Linked DNA regions of Mus musculus: region 2 is linked to region 1. Evidence: chromatin contacts called from public targeted proximity ligation data. All regions are on one chromosome and are shown on one strand. The core of a region is the stretch at or near the end of the contact, and the rest is flanking DNA. Distances in the headings are between cores, read along the strand shown. Region 1 holds the start of A330032B11Rik (RIKEN cDNA A330032B11 gene). Region 2 overlaps Cpeb3 (cytoplasmic polyadenylation element binding protein 3).

Region 1 (6,972 bases), core at 1,287-3,786:
AATATTTCCATCTATCACAACAACAAAAAAGTGCAAAGTACAATTATGTTTTGCCTTAGAAGCATCATTGGCAAAGGATTTGGCAAAGGATTTGTTGAGAAACACTAGCAATCCTCATGCTACTGGTGCTCCATACAAGGGATTGGTGAAGAGGGAGGGAGGGAGGGAGGGAGGGAGGGAGGGAAGGGGAGAGGGTGTATTTTCAAACATATGTAGAGGCCAGAGGTCAGTGGCATCGTCTTCCTCTATGAAAACTCAGGGTTTTTTAATGTGGATGCTTCAGACCAAAATTCAAGTCCACATATGTTTTTATGGCAAACACTTTAGCAACAAAGCTATATCTCAGACCCCTCTCCAAAATTTTGGATTATATTCTTTCCAACTTCTTCCTTCTCTTCCTCCTCTCCCCCTGGACTTTCTTTTTCTTTCCTGTTTTGTTTTGTTTTGTTTTGCTTTCTCAGACAGGGTTTCTCTGTGCAGCCCTAGCTGTCCTGGATTTCACTATGTAGATGATACTAGCCTTGCCTTAAAAAAGTCAGAGTTTGATGCCAGAGCCCACATAAAGGTGAAGGAGAGAATGGATTCCATAAGGTTTTCCTCTGATCACCAAACATGCACCAGGCATCCATCTCTCTCTCTCTCTCTCTCTCTCTCACACACACACACACACACACACACACACACAGACAGACACAGACACACACATTCACAAATCCTTTAAACATTAAAAAGGAATTTGGATTATCTTTTCTGAATGGGTTTGGATAGAAAGCCTCAGAATAAAAAGAGAAACTGTCAAGGCAGCAGCCCCTCCTTCCAAGTACCAACTACAGCAGAACCTGTCCTGCTCACCTCCCTCTGCCTACAGAACTAATCCCAGTCATGAAAATCAACTTTAGAATGGAAAGAAGCAAGATATGAAAGTGGTAGCAGGAGTCTGCAGCCCAGGAGGTGGAGGCAGGAGGCTCGGGAGTTGAAGGTCATCCTCAGCAATCAGCAGGAGCTCATCTAAAACTGTGCCTTACTATTCAAATGCCCTGTTCCTGGAGGACCCTTCTGAAAGCATGTGAGAGCCTTGCTCACTGCAGCCTCTACTTAGGACTAAGAGTGTGTTCAACATGAGCAGGAACTAGGTACCAGCCTGAGCACCACCCAGAAAAACCCAAACCCAAACAACAAAACTCTCCTAAACACAATTTAGAGCTTTCATGGGTCTCCTTCAACTGTTCAAAACAAAAATTCTGGCTCTAGCCCAGAGACATCCTTTCAATAATCCCATTTCCTTCGAAATGATACAACCCACCCCCCAAACATCGGAAAGGTAAAAACCAGCAAACTGACGGCTCCATCTGTGCCAGGTTGAGAGCCTTCAACCTCTGTCAAACTGCCAGGCTAGCGTCTGTCAGCGGGGGCCGAAGGATTCCTTTTCTTTCCTTTTTGAGACAAGATCTTGTAAGAAACACAGACCGAGCTGGAAGTCCCAATCTCATCGTCCAGCCTTGGTGGTGAACTACAAGCTGTAACCACCACACCCAGCCTTTCTCTTGTAGGGAAGCTTATGGCCAAATCACTTCACAGGCCCAGGGTAAGTGCCTATTAGACAGCAAAGGTTCCCAATGAACACACACACTCAGTTCCCCTTTCTGATCCAAAGGCCCAGGATCCTGTCTACTGCTGTGGCTACAGACCACATGAAAAAGCAACAGAAACAAGGACACTTTGTCCATTCAATCTTTTCGTCCGGGGCACTTCCTGGATTTTTCATTGGCATTTAATACCGAGGGACAAGACTCATTTTTCATTAAAGTTGCAAGACTTTCACTTTGCCCAGTTTCAAATGGTGTAATTGATCTGCATTGTCTTAAATAACCCAACTGGTGAAGGACACTGCAGCTTTAAATATTTCAGTGCTAGTTAGCAAATAGACTCCATTGCAATATGGCTCTGAAGGTCGTGTCCTATTGTCTCTCTCCTCTGGGGGAAAAATTTTTTTTAAACCTTCTTTTAAGTAACATGGGACTAGTTCTCCCTAAAATTTCCACTCTTTCCACTTCGATCCCTTATAGTTCCGGGTATTCATTGGATTCTCACACTCGTAATTTTCCTGCCAGGGCAATATGCTGATTATTAATGATTCCAGCACCTTAGACATAAACACATGGGTTCACATTAGTTTAGTTGGGCATAGGCAACTATTTGAAATAGCACCACTCAAAGGCTGTTAACAAACCAGGGTGATTTGGGCGTGAATGGCTTTTGGTCCGCACCTTGAGCCTAGTATTGCGTAACCTGAAAATGTGTAGCTACTTAAAATGATAGGAATCTCAGCCTACTCCTCCTGGGACTACTCCCGCACCTGACTATACACTTGCGGCTTAATTTGTCAAAGAAGGCCAAAATAAAAAGCACAAGCACAGTGAAGGAGGAAATGAACTGGGGGAAAAAAGCCCTTTCCTACCCTCAAGCAGTCACAATGTCCACTCAACTTCGCCCCCACCCCCACCCAGATTGGATGGAATGGACCCGGTGAACCAGAGGATTTGGAGGGTGCTGGAATTTGCTGTGCCTTCTAAATAACAGCGAGTGGACCAATTAAAATAACTAGGAAGAGGGGAGAAACATGCGAGAAGAAGGAGTGTGCAAGAGCACAGGGACTTTACCTGAAAAGGCAACAGATTGTTACCATTATCGGTCCGGAAAGCGTTATCCTCCATCCAGGACTTGGAGGTGAGCGGGGCTGCACGAGGGAACTTGGGTGGAGCGATCACATTGCTGGAGAAGGGCTTTTTGAGCGGCGAGATGGGGTTAAGCGGGGAGGGTACCCCCACACCTACACCCACGCCCACGCCGACCGCGCGGCGAGGGTCTCGGCCCGCCTGCAGGCCACCCCACGGGTTGGACGGAGCACTCCAGGCGGCGTTCACGCTCTGGTGCGTGTTCCAGCTGGACGAGGCCGAAGAGGCAGCGGCCGCGGCCGCAGCAGCCGCGACCGCCGAGGATGAGGACGGCTTGCTGGTCATGATGGGCTGGTGGCCGTAGGCAGCGGCGCTCCTCTGCGCATAGGGCGCCTGGCTGGGGCTGGCGGGCGAGCGGCGTTGCTGCGAGGGCTGCGCCTGCGGGGGCTGCGCGGGCTGCGGCGGCTGCGGCGCGGGCGGTGGAGGCTGCTGATGGTGCTGGGTCTGCGCCAGGCCGATCTGCGGCGAGAAGGTGCCTCCGAAGACCGGGTTGACGTGGTGCGGGAAGTTTTGGAAGAGCATGGTCCCGTTGACTGGGGTGATCCCCTGGAAGAAGCTGTCCTCCACCGCGTTTGTAGTGCCTGTGGACCAGGTGCTGCCGAAGGACGGCGACAGCGACGCTCCGGGCGCCGTGGGCTCCTGCGGCGGCGGCGGCTGCTGAGGGGGCTGATGGAAACTCAAGCCCGGCAGGAGCGGCGACTCCATCTGCATCTTGTCGGGGCCGTTGGGGGCTGGCGGAGCCGAGGCGGGGCTGAGGGCCGGCACTGCGCTACTGTCTTCGGGCTTGGGGATCTCTGAGGAGAGGGGCGTGGACGGGGCTTCAGCTGCGCCGGGCTCGGGCTGGAGCTGTTGCTGCTGCTGCTGCTGCTGCCGCTGCTGCTGCTGAGACTGGGGCTGGGTTTTGCTTTTGTCCATCAGTAAATCATCCTGCATGGTTTGCGCAGCTGAAACGGGAAGAAAGAGAGATGCGTTATTGTCAGTGTGATCATGAATGCCCCTCACTGAAGCGGGCGGGTGTTTTACTTGCGAAAATCCAGTGCCACCGCCACTAGCCAATTGCAATGCAAATCCATAATCTCGCATTTAGAAGAACAAGTCGGGCTGGGAGGGGGGTGGGGGGAGCTGGAGGGATCGAGCAAGGTCTCTAAAAATACTGTGAGAGCGTCTTCACCCTTTCTGACGTCTCGGCCCCTTTTCTGTGTTAGTGAGAGATGTGCTTATAAGACAGAAAGACAGCAATTTCGCCACGTCTCTTTTCCCTTCACCGGAACTCAGAGCGTTCACCCTGCAATGAGAAACTGATTCTGGTTCCTGTTTTTTCCCAAGCACCACCCTCCCCCAGTTATTTGCATACGTCAATAAATAGTGCTGCGTCCTTCAGCAAGGTTAAAAAGACTTGGTACACGACCCTCTTTCCCCCTTCCCCAGCTGGAGCACTTAGAAACCATTTTTTAAGCCGACTTAGCCCTCTTGATTAGCAAACTGCCTTCTTGCCTCGGATGATTGTTTCATTTGGCTGCAGCGAACCTCGAGAGACAAAATCTTTGGCATTTGTTGGAAGAACTCAGCTGCACAATCATTCTCTGGCCTCTCCGTAGCGGCAGCTACTCCATTTTGTTAGGAGACGTTTTAATATAAAAGAAACCTCAGTTTTTAGAAAAATGAAAATCGCCGGGCGTGGTGGCGCATGCTTGAAATCCTAGTACTCTGAGGGAGAGGCAGAAGGATCAAAAATTCAAGGTCAGGCTTAACTATTTAGCCAGTTCGAGTCCAGCCTGGTATATAAGAAACCTGACTTTAAAAAAAGAAAGAAAGAAAAGAAAAGAAGTAAAAGAAAAGAAAAAAACCTACTGAAACGTTTAGAAGTGTTTGCTTCTTATTACTCTAAGGATTGTGGGTTTTCTGCTTATTCTCCGATTTTCTCCTCTCCAGTTCTGCCGCCCAAGTGATTTACTGGCTTCTTGGCATTTCAGGTCTCTACGGGAGCCTGAGAAATTCTCTGCAGAGTGGAGAAATGCTTCTGCTTGGATTTGAGGTCAGAGGGAGGAAGGTGGGGAGTGAGGAGGGGAGGGGAGGGAGTCTGTGAGATGGAGAGGGGGCGGGACTTTAAAAATGCATCTGAGATTTAAGTAGACAGTCAAGATAATTCTGGGGTTGCCAGATTTTCATTTTTGAATCCTCCTGCTGCTGCCTCGGTCACAAGACTGGCAAATTTAGAATCCATTCTTTTATCACTAGTATTAGCAATGAAAGACTATGGTTTGACGACCCTGAATTACCATATGCTAGCAACTGTTAAAAATAGAGGAGTACAAAGTCCCAAATTCTCATACATTGTAATTATAGTGCATTACCCTCACTGCTTCATTTAGCCATATAAGGAGTGTATGGTATTTTCCACTTCACATAGCAGGGCTATATTCACCTATGTCATACAACCTGTTTTCTTACTCAAGGGTGAAAACAGTAATCATTCAAAACCAAGAGATTTCCATGCATGTAGTTATCATTGAATGAGCTTGTCTCAGAATATGTTTAATTGCTTTAAATATCTGAATATTACAGGGCTGAGACCTTGCAAACAAATATTTTGAAATTTTAAAGGAGCTATGACCAAACATATAATTATTTTTAGATGATGATTCAGTATAATTGCAATAAAGTTATTAATATATTTAATATAGTTAATTAACTCATATACTGGAGAAGCATCTTCCTTGGGACATTTGTAAAGGGCATTCAGACACACACACAACAGTTCTGCCTTTGGACTATTCAAAATAACAACTCTTAAAATGGAGGTGGTATCGCTCTTAACTATTACACAAAGGATAACAGACAAGAAGTTGGATTCACAGTTCTTTTTTTATTAAAGCTATGATTAAAGTACTTAACAGATACCATCTTTCAAAGTTTTATATACGAAGAGCATAGTGAGCTTCAGGAAACACCACTTCTCTCAGCCGCCTTACTTTCCTTTTTATTCCTCTCTTCCCCTCTCCTAAAAAAAAAAAAAAAAAAAAAAAAAAAAACCCAGCCCAGTATAATAGAGCATGCACCAGGGATTGCCTGCTACTATCAATAAAGCCTGCTTCAGATTGCTTTTCTTTTCCTCAGTTCCCTCTATCTGGAACAATGGCTTTGATTAGTGTTATAAATAGAGCACAGAGAGGAGAGTGGACCTTGGAGTCAGACAGCACGAAGTTCCATCCCTGCCAAAGAGGGTGGTCACAGAGTCATCTCCTACCTCCTCCTTACGGTGCTGCAGTAGACCATTGTACCTCTGGAATTTGAGTGCTTTGATAAGCTAGAACTTTCTTTACAATAGCTTTATCATCATGGCTGAAATATGTACTGGATTATAATTTTAGTATCACCCAGCTATTCTCATTGCTTGTAGTCAACACTTTTGTTAATGCCTTTAGCTTAAACTGCATTAAAACCCCAAGCCAAAAAGTAACCTAGGCTTAGAATATTTTATAATGGCTTTAATTAATAGTAACACTATAACATTAAATTCTCAAAATATTCTAACAAAACACTCCATGTTTTTCAGAATGCTCTTTAAAAATAATACAAATTTAACTTTCTGTATTAAATTCACTCGGTCAAGGTCAAGACCCACCTTTTAATATGATCTTTTAAACAAAAGCTAAGTCAGTGACTAATATAAAATTTACAAAGTCAATATGTAACATCCTTAAATAACTGCCTGTATAATTTGATTTGGAGGTTTTTTTTTCTTTGCTTATATATAGCAAAGTCTGAGAAATAGATTCCTGTTTCCCCTCCCCCACCGCACACAATAGACCGGCTTTTACATGCAATTGCCCAATTTCAAGTAACAAATTCATAGCAGCAGTTACCTTTAAGTGTCCAGTTTTTAAAGATCGATAAAATTGAAAAAAAAATGAATAGTATTTATTTCTTCTTTCGGGTTGATTATGTGACCGCTCTGGAAAAGCACTTTGACAACTGTAAGAAGAGTGGGCATGCGCACACAGAGAACTGTGGGGGCTGAAGTCCTTCACACGGTACTCTGCCTCTGCCCGGCTTCAGCACGTTCAGTCAGGAAAGGAGGAAGCCTCGTAAATACAGATTCCAAGGGGGAGAGTTTGTGCCCGGATTATATTATCGCTTCCTAACCAACATAAATCAGGAGTTGTTGAAATAAAAGAAGGAAAAATAAACTGGATTGTCAACTTGATTTAGGAAGCAAGGCTAAAAGAGAAAGTAG
Region 2 (6,972 bases), core at 3,140-5,639, 150 kb before region 1:
TTACAAAGTATGTGAAAATATACGTTGAGCCTTCTCGGACAACAAAAAGTGACCTTGAGACATGGAGCTATACCATGTTCATGGATTAGATACATAGCTGGGGCTGGGCATAAAGCTCAAAGTATGCTCAAGATCCCGAGTTTACTCTCCAGTGCTAGACACCGGAGTGTTCAGAAAAAATATCGCTAGAATTCCAAATATGTATAGACTCAAAGCAATTACATTCAAAATCCCAGTAAGACTTTTTTAAAGAGCTGATTGTAAAGCCGAGAAGGCAGAGGGAGACTTGAAAGACTTTTCATACCCTAGAGGAAGAATGCTGCAGAGGGGCCTAAAAGAAGCTTGGATAGGCAGGCAGACACCAAAATAACAAAAAGCAAGAAGAAAAGCTGGATGGCTGCATGCCCAGGTCAGAAAAACTCACCGCAGAGCTCAGCAACCAGGAGCAAAGAACTGGCATAAAAAAAGACCCATGGCTGCCTGCAAATACACTCTGCTTATTGCTTGAGTTTTCTTCAATGGAGAAGGGACAGTCTCCAAAACTCGGGTCTATATGCTTTAAAAATATCTATAGATACATGAGTGTGTGTGTATGACACCGTGCACATTTTAGCTTGTTCATGAATATATATTCTAAACTAAAATAATAAAACTTAGAAGGAAGCACGGGGCTTGGGATGTGGCTCAGTTGGCAAAAGCATGTGTAGCAGGCAGGAAGCCCTGGCTTTCATTCCCAGCATGGCGGCAAACGCCGGTGCTCACAACACTCAGCAGGCAGAAGCAGCAAGGGAATTTCAAGGTCATCCTTGGCTACCTACTGCGTTAGCCTGGGCTACATGAGACCCTGACTCCAAAGTATAAAAAAAATAAAAGGTTGAACATGGTTTCTTAGACATGACATTTGTGACATCTCAAGGGTAGCTAAGGCAGGAGCTTGAGGAGAAACTGCAGGGTCACATTCAGCTAGTTTTACACACACACACACACACACACACACACACACACCCCTACTTACCTACCTACCTTACTAGCTTGCTCCTAAGCTCCTAGGCTCACCGGCAGCTAGTTTTACAGCCCAGGCCCACCTGCGTAGGGATGTTACTGCCCACAGTGGGCTGGGTCCTGCTTCTACAAGTAACAATTAAGAAAATGCCCAGCAGATACACACACTGGCTAGTCCGATGGAGGCTATGCTTCAGTTGAGGTTCTCTCTTCTCAGCTATGGCAGATTAACAAGATTAGCCAACACAACTTCCTTTGCAATATCCTTTATTAACCAGCAAACCCTTTATAAGCCCGGAAAGTGGGTTGTGTGAACCCAAGCTTAAAGCTGCTCAGTTAGAAGCTGAGACTAGCAACTGGCATCTAAAACGTGGGAAGATGGAGGTAGCCTTGAGGGCTGACTGAGCTCTCAACCTGTGAAAGCTGATGCTATCTCTAGGCAGGTAGTGAGTGGCAGAACTAAATTGAAGAAGCTCCCAGCTGTGGCCACTGCAGGTTACCACACACCTGATTGTCAGGAGCAACTTGGGTTTCAGATTGTGGGGGGCATATCTATCATTCCAATAGTTTGGAGGTTGGAGCCGGAGTTGTTGCATGCTCTAAGCTAGTCTGGGCTACATGGCTCGTACCAGACCAGCCAGGGTTAAGACCCTGTCCTAAAAAGAATTAAACAATGCACACAAAAGGCAAAGGAATACGCAAAAAGATGCTCTTCATCTTTTGGTGAAGACCTACACAAGGCTCTTTAAAAAAAAAAAAAAAGCGGGTGCACATTGGTGATGGATGCTTCTGGAAAGCATCCCCTCCGCCCTCCTCCACCGGCTCCAACAGTCGGGGCCAGTGCTGACCAGCCGCCTGCCACCCACCAGCCCATCAGTGCTGAATGACCAAACAAACCCACAAGTTTCTGTCTCAAAGACACCTTCGCATACTTCCTCCCGCTTCAAGTGGCAGGGCAGCACATCAGAACCTTTTCCTGAAGGGACTAGTGCGGGTGTCCAAGGCAAATGGGCACCCTGAAGAGAGGACTCAATTTGTTCCTTAACGTGTGGCTGTTCGTAGACTTCAAAGGGGGCCCACCTTGGAGCGGTGCGACGGGCTCCACGGCTGCAAGCGGCCCACAGCCACTGCCATTCGTGGAGAACTTGAGTGGCCGTGGTTGTAGCCACTCAAGGTAAGGCTAGCACTCTTACCTGCAGGGCTGGGACCGGGGAATCCAACCCACGACCGTCTAGGACACGTAGAGGGTGACTTGGGCTGAGGAGTGGGCGGGGCCACGTGGGGGCGGCAACCAGACACAGAGGCCCCGCCTCCCGAGACGCCCTTCCGGCCCTCTTCCCTCCCCATCCCGAACTACGTAATGGACCATGTGAGGTGGGGGTGGGGGTAGGGAGCCCGGAGCACTACAGTCCCGCATGCTCGACCCCAAGCCTTAGTACCGATATGAACCGCCCTGTGTTGGGTTCCGCATCCTTTTCCCAGAGAAAGCGTGCAGCAAGACCAGAATCCGCCAATTTTTTTCCAAAGCCCCATTTTCTGAAAAACCTTAGGAGACGTTGGTATCCTTGTGAAAACATAAGATGATGATACTCTTTCACAACAGTTCTGGTTAAGGAATTAGGCCTCAAATGGCAATGGACTGGCAATGAAAACATAAGGCATCAGGTGGGGTGTGTGTGTGTGTGTGTGTGTGTGTGTGTGTGTGTGTGTGTGTGTGTGTGTGTGTGTGTGAATAGCTCAGGGGCAGGGCTTAAATTTACCTTGCCGGAGGCCTAGAAAGCCATCAACAGCACCGCCCCCCACCCCCCATGTGTATCACTTGAACCCACAAGTACCTTTCTGTTTCAAATTTCCTTGTGCGTTTGAAAGTGTGGGCTCTGAGAGAGTGAACTCTGGTGGAATATGTGAGCTGTTTGAAGACCTGGGGTTTTTGTTTTGTATGGTGCAAGTTAGGATTTCCTGATGGATGTAAACAGACGGAGATCGTCCTGAGCAAAAGATGACACGTGTCAGTGCTTCGTACAACTAGATTTAATAAGTTGTTATTACAGAAAAAAAAAGTCCAAACTACAAAGTTTAAGCAGTTAAGCGGTAGCTGCGAGCGCTCCACGTTCAGTCACAGTAGCGAATCCATACAAGCAGTGTTAGTCCAAGCCCCAGGGCAGAAGCCGAGGAAGGGTTACCAGCAAAAAAACAATCCAAGAGAACAGGTAGGAAAAGATACAGTACATTTAAAATTAGTCGTTAGTTGAAAATCAAATACAGAGATCTGAGCTGTGAACATCTAAAATCATGTCCATCATTGCCACGGCGAAAATACAAACACCTACTACTTTATACCCCCAACAGCACTAATGTCCAGGAGCAGGCATTCTCGTGAGCACCCAAACTCTCTGAGTCCCAATGAACTATTGTAATCTTACAAAGTCAACATAACATTCCTGGATCCACTTCCTGACCCACTCTGGGGTATAAAGTCAACGGTATCAATTATAAAATACTCTGGTGGGATGGAAACTATGGCAGCTGAGTTTGACAAGTTTGGATATTAGAAAAGAAAAGAGAAATGTTAGCAGACACAGCATACAAACCAGCGAGAGAGGATTGTCCATACACATAAGCCAGTTTTAACAAAAAGACACTTTTTTTTGTTATCACTAATCTGTGACTACCCTTTCATTCAAACCTGGCAAGCTGAGATGTCACAATACTCAAAATATCTAGGTAGGAGCTTTACCCAGTTAAATGCCACTTTGTTGCTAATATAATAGATAAAATGAAAACTAGCAGTTATTTGCTAATTGCATAAATGCAGTACACTGCATTAGCCCATGCCTCACTAACAAGCGATAAAACACAAGATATAGGCAGAGACCTACGCATAATCTATACCACTAAACAATAATTTCCCCAATTTCTCCTGTCCCTAATCATTTATTTGTAGTTAATGTAAAATTCCAACCAATAGGACCCAATTTGAGTTAAAATTTTACATCACAACTTGATCTAATCTATATATTATTTACAAAACTGAATACATAGAGCGAACCCAAGAGCCACCTCTGGACACACGCTTATCTGTTATTGATTGACCTCTCTCCACTTCAACAGAACTAGAAGAGGCCACCAACAACTAGCAGAAATGCACCATCTATGTAGAGCAAGTCCCTGGATGTTCTGTTTACACAACACCGGCTCTGCACTCAGATGTCTCTGCAGTAACTGCAGTGCCTTGGCAACAGCTGCCTTCCACAGTGCACACGGGGGGGGGGGGGGGCAGACGGTGTGGGGGGGGGACTGAAGAAGCAGCAGCAGGAAGGCAGACAGATCATGCACAGAGTGGCCCAATGTCACCCCAAGGAAAGGCAAGCAAGGGGCCCCATTACAGAGAACAGATGGGGAGTGAGAAAGATGCAGCTAACACAGACAGTGGTGACCCTGTGCTTCCCCAGGCCTGCTGCCAGCCCTGCCTGGGGACACATCAGGTGAGGCATTCAAGTCCTGCCGCATACAAGGTGGAGTCTTCTCACACATGTCACCACTGTGCATGAGAGTGAAAGATCTGGGGCGGAAGGCGGAAGGCACCAGCTCATACATACACTGACAGCAGTAGGTGGTGGATTCTCATTCTCTCTCTCTCTCTCTCTCTCTCTCTCTCTCTCTGTCTCTCTCTGTCTCTCTCTCTCTCTCTCACTCGCACGCACACACACACACACACACACACACACACACACACACACGAAGCACATTTTAGGGAAAGCACTGGACACTGCTGGCCGAGCTAGGCTTCACACCCAATGCTATTTCAGGAGGGGTGACTTCGTTATCTGGCCACGGATTTGGCTGCTTGGCTGCATCTGGTGTTGTATAAACCCACTGTGACATCCTTAGAGACCTGTACTGTGACATCCCTAGTCTTACACTGAACACTGTAATAAAGGAAAAGGCTTGTTGAGATCTCGCACGTTCTGCTCATTCTGTCGTTTTATTATCCAATTGTCCGTTACAGTCCCAGTCACGTTACAGAACCAACCGTTTCCACCCTTGTCATATTGTAAACCACATCGGCAAGTTAATACATAAAGCTTTGCATTTCAAAAAACTAGACACTTTAGTAACAATATTACAAAGGTTTTTAGCTTCAAAAATAACTGAAATGAAAAAAATAAACCTTTAAAGAATTAGCATCATAAAATTAATTTATTCCAAGTAAAAATACAAAATAATATTATGACGTTGACCAGATATGAAAGTCCCTCCCAGAAACAACTCTAGTAATGATTGAGAAAGCACTCCTTAAAGAAAATACGAAATAAAATGAAAAATATGTAAATATGTTTAATTTTTTTTCTTAGCAAAAAATCTTTCTAAAAATAACAATGAAAATTTGTCTCAGTACAAAGGCTACGTTACTATTGAAAAAATACCAGCATGAGGGAAAGGTACATATTTGACAGTAGAAAATGAGTTCTGTGAGTCACAATGTCTAAAGTCTGCAATGAAAATAAGTCTGCAATAAAGGTTTAGGCCTTTTTTCTTGTCTTTTTTTTCTATTTTTTATACAAACAGTACAAACAGTATTGCACATAACAACAAAGAGTCGAGGTTAGTTACAGCCTTCAAAAAATCCACTAGTTCAAGTGTCCCATCAAGGAAAGGCCACAGCAGGACCTGTGTTACCCAGGGGCTTCCCAGTCAAGTTGCAGGGCAGAACACCTCTGTGTTTTTTTTAAAAAATAATTTTTTTGAAGGACCCTCTCTTTTAATATAACATTAAGAACTTGGGGGGGGGGCACATTTATTTACAAAACAAAAGGGAACATGTTATAATTTAATAAACTAAAAAAGTTCTCTTTAAAAAAATACAAACAGAAGAGCTCTTTCACAGTCCTGGCCAGTCACACGATCAACACTTGATTATAAATATACAAATTAAGGGAAAGCAGTTTCCTCAGTCACAGCCCTCAGCACCAAGTGGAGTCTCTGACAACCTGGTCTCTGCGACACTGTGGCCTTCGCGCTAGCTTACACTGCGCAGTCTTCTGGCTCCTCTAGAGCTCAGGGTTATTTTAGTACATGAAAGAGGGGTGCTTCTTCCAAACATTTGCATGTTTCACATAATTAGGTAGATTTCTGTAGGTTAGATATGATCTTTAATATTATAGTTATAAAGCTCTAACTTCTTCATTTTCAAAAAACACAAATAAGCATGAAAAAAATAAAGTTACCCATCTGTTAAATCATTTTCTTGCAGAATTAAATTAATATATATTTTCTGAATAAACTTACTTAGAAAATATCATTTTCTTTCCTATATTTCAAAATTGAGGTATTGCAAAAGATCATGTCAGTCAGAAAGCATGCCTTTTTCCTTAGAAACAAACAAGCGAAAATCATCAGCCAACTTTTGAAAACGTTCTAGAATATAAAAAGTAGTAGTGCGTAACAAAATTTCCCATACAGATGAAAACAAAGTAAAACACAAACATAGAAAAAGGAACCAAAGCAAAGCAAAGCACATCTGGGCTGCAGGAAAGCAGTATTACCAAAGGGTCCAGGGGAAACCCGAAAGGGGGAGGGGTCTAATAGGCATCTTTTAATTCAGTAAAAAACTATTCTGTTTCTCCATTTTTTTTTTTTTGAAAACAAACTGTAGCTGGAGAGCCAGTATTCACAATTAAACACTGGAGAGAAAAAGAGAAAAAAAAGAACCAACTATAACAAAACCACACAACAGTAACTTCAAGACAGAACAAGGACATCACAGCACAAAAGACACATTGACTTCTGTCTACTCTGCAGTGCCACATCCAGTCAGATTGTCCCCAGAATGCAAAACAAAGGAAGAAGGGTTTAAAAAGCAAGCGTTACAGAGTCTTGCAATCACCACGTGTCTCCGTTACTCTCTGCAGCCCAGGAGTGAACACTAAAAGGTCCGCGCTAGCACGAGCAGGGCTTCACTCTAGTCAA

What was found.
Region 2: a contact with region 1 is called in a targeted proximity ligation map of heart atrium, with 7 read pairs. A contact is called at or near these places in 1 of 39 promoter capture datasets (neural stem cells), 3 of 484 Hi-C or Micro-C datasets (bone marrow-derived macrophages, cortical neurons and forebrain), 12 of 130 datasets of targeted methods (the NIH/3T3 cell line, SST interneurons, bone marrow-derived macrophages and 7 more) and 4 of 9 other capture datasets (adipose tissue, embryonic stem cells, liver and 1 more).

Annotation. Positions count from the first base shown.
Region 1 is chr19:37,171,307-37,178,278 of GRCm38.p6, forward strand. It overlaps A330032B11Rik (RIKEN cDNA A330032B11 gene), which reads left to right and starts at 2,537. Exons shown (of 3, transcript NR_045329.1): 1 at 2,537-2,727; 2 at 4,709-4,770. It overlaps Cpeb3 (cytoplasmic polyadenylation element binding protein 3), which reads right to left. Exons shown (of 11, transcript NM_001290827.1): 2 at 2,661-3,679. The coding sequence starts at 3,668.
Region 2 is chr19:37,016,327-37,023,298 of GRCm38.p6, forward strand. It overlaps Cpeb3 (cytoplasmic polyadenylation element binding protein 3), which reads right to left. Exons shown (of 11, transcript NM_001290827.1): 11 at 4,965-6,972. Among named protein-coding and RNA genes, the nearest start is that of Btaf1, 94 kb to the left of the region's middle.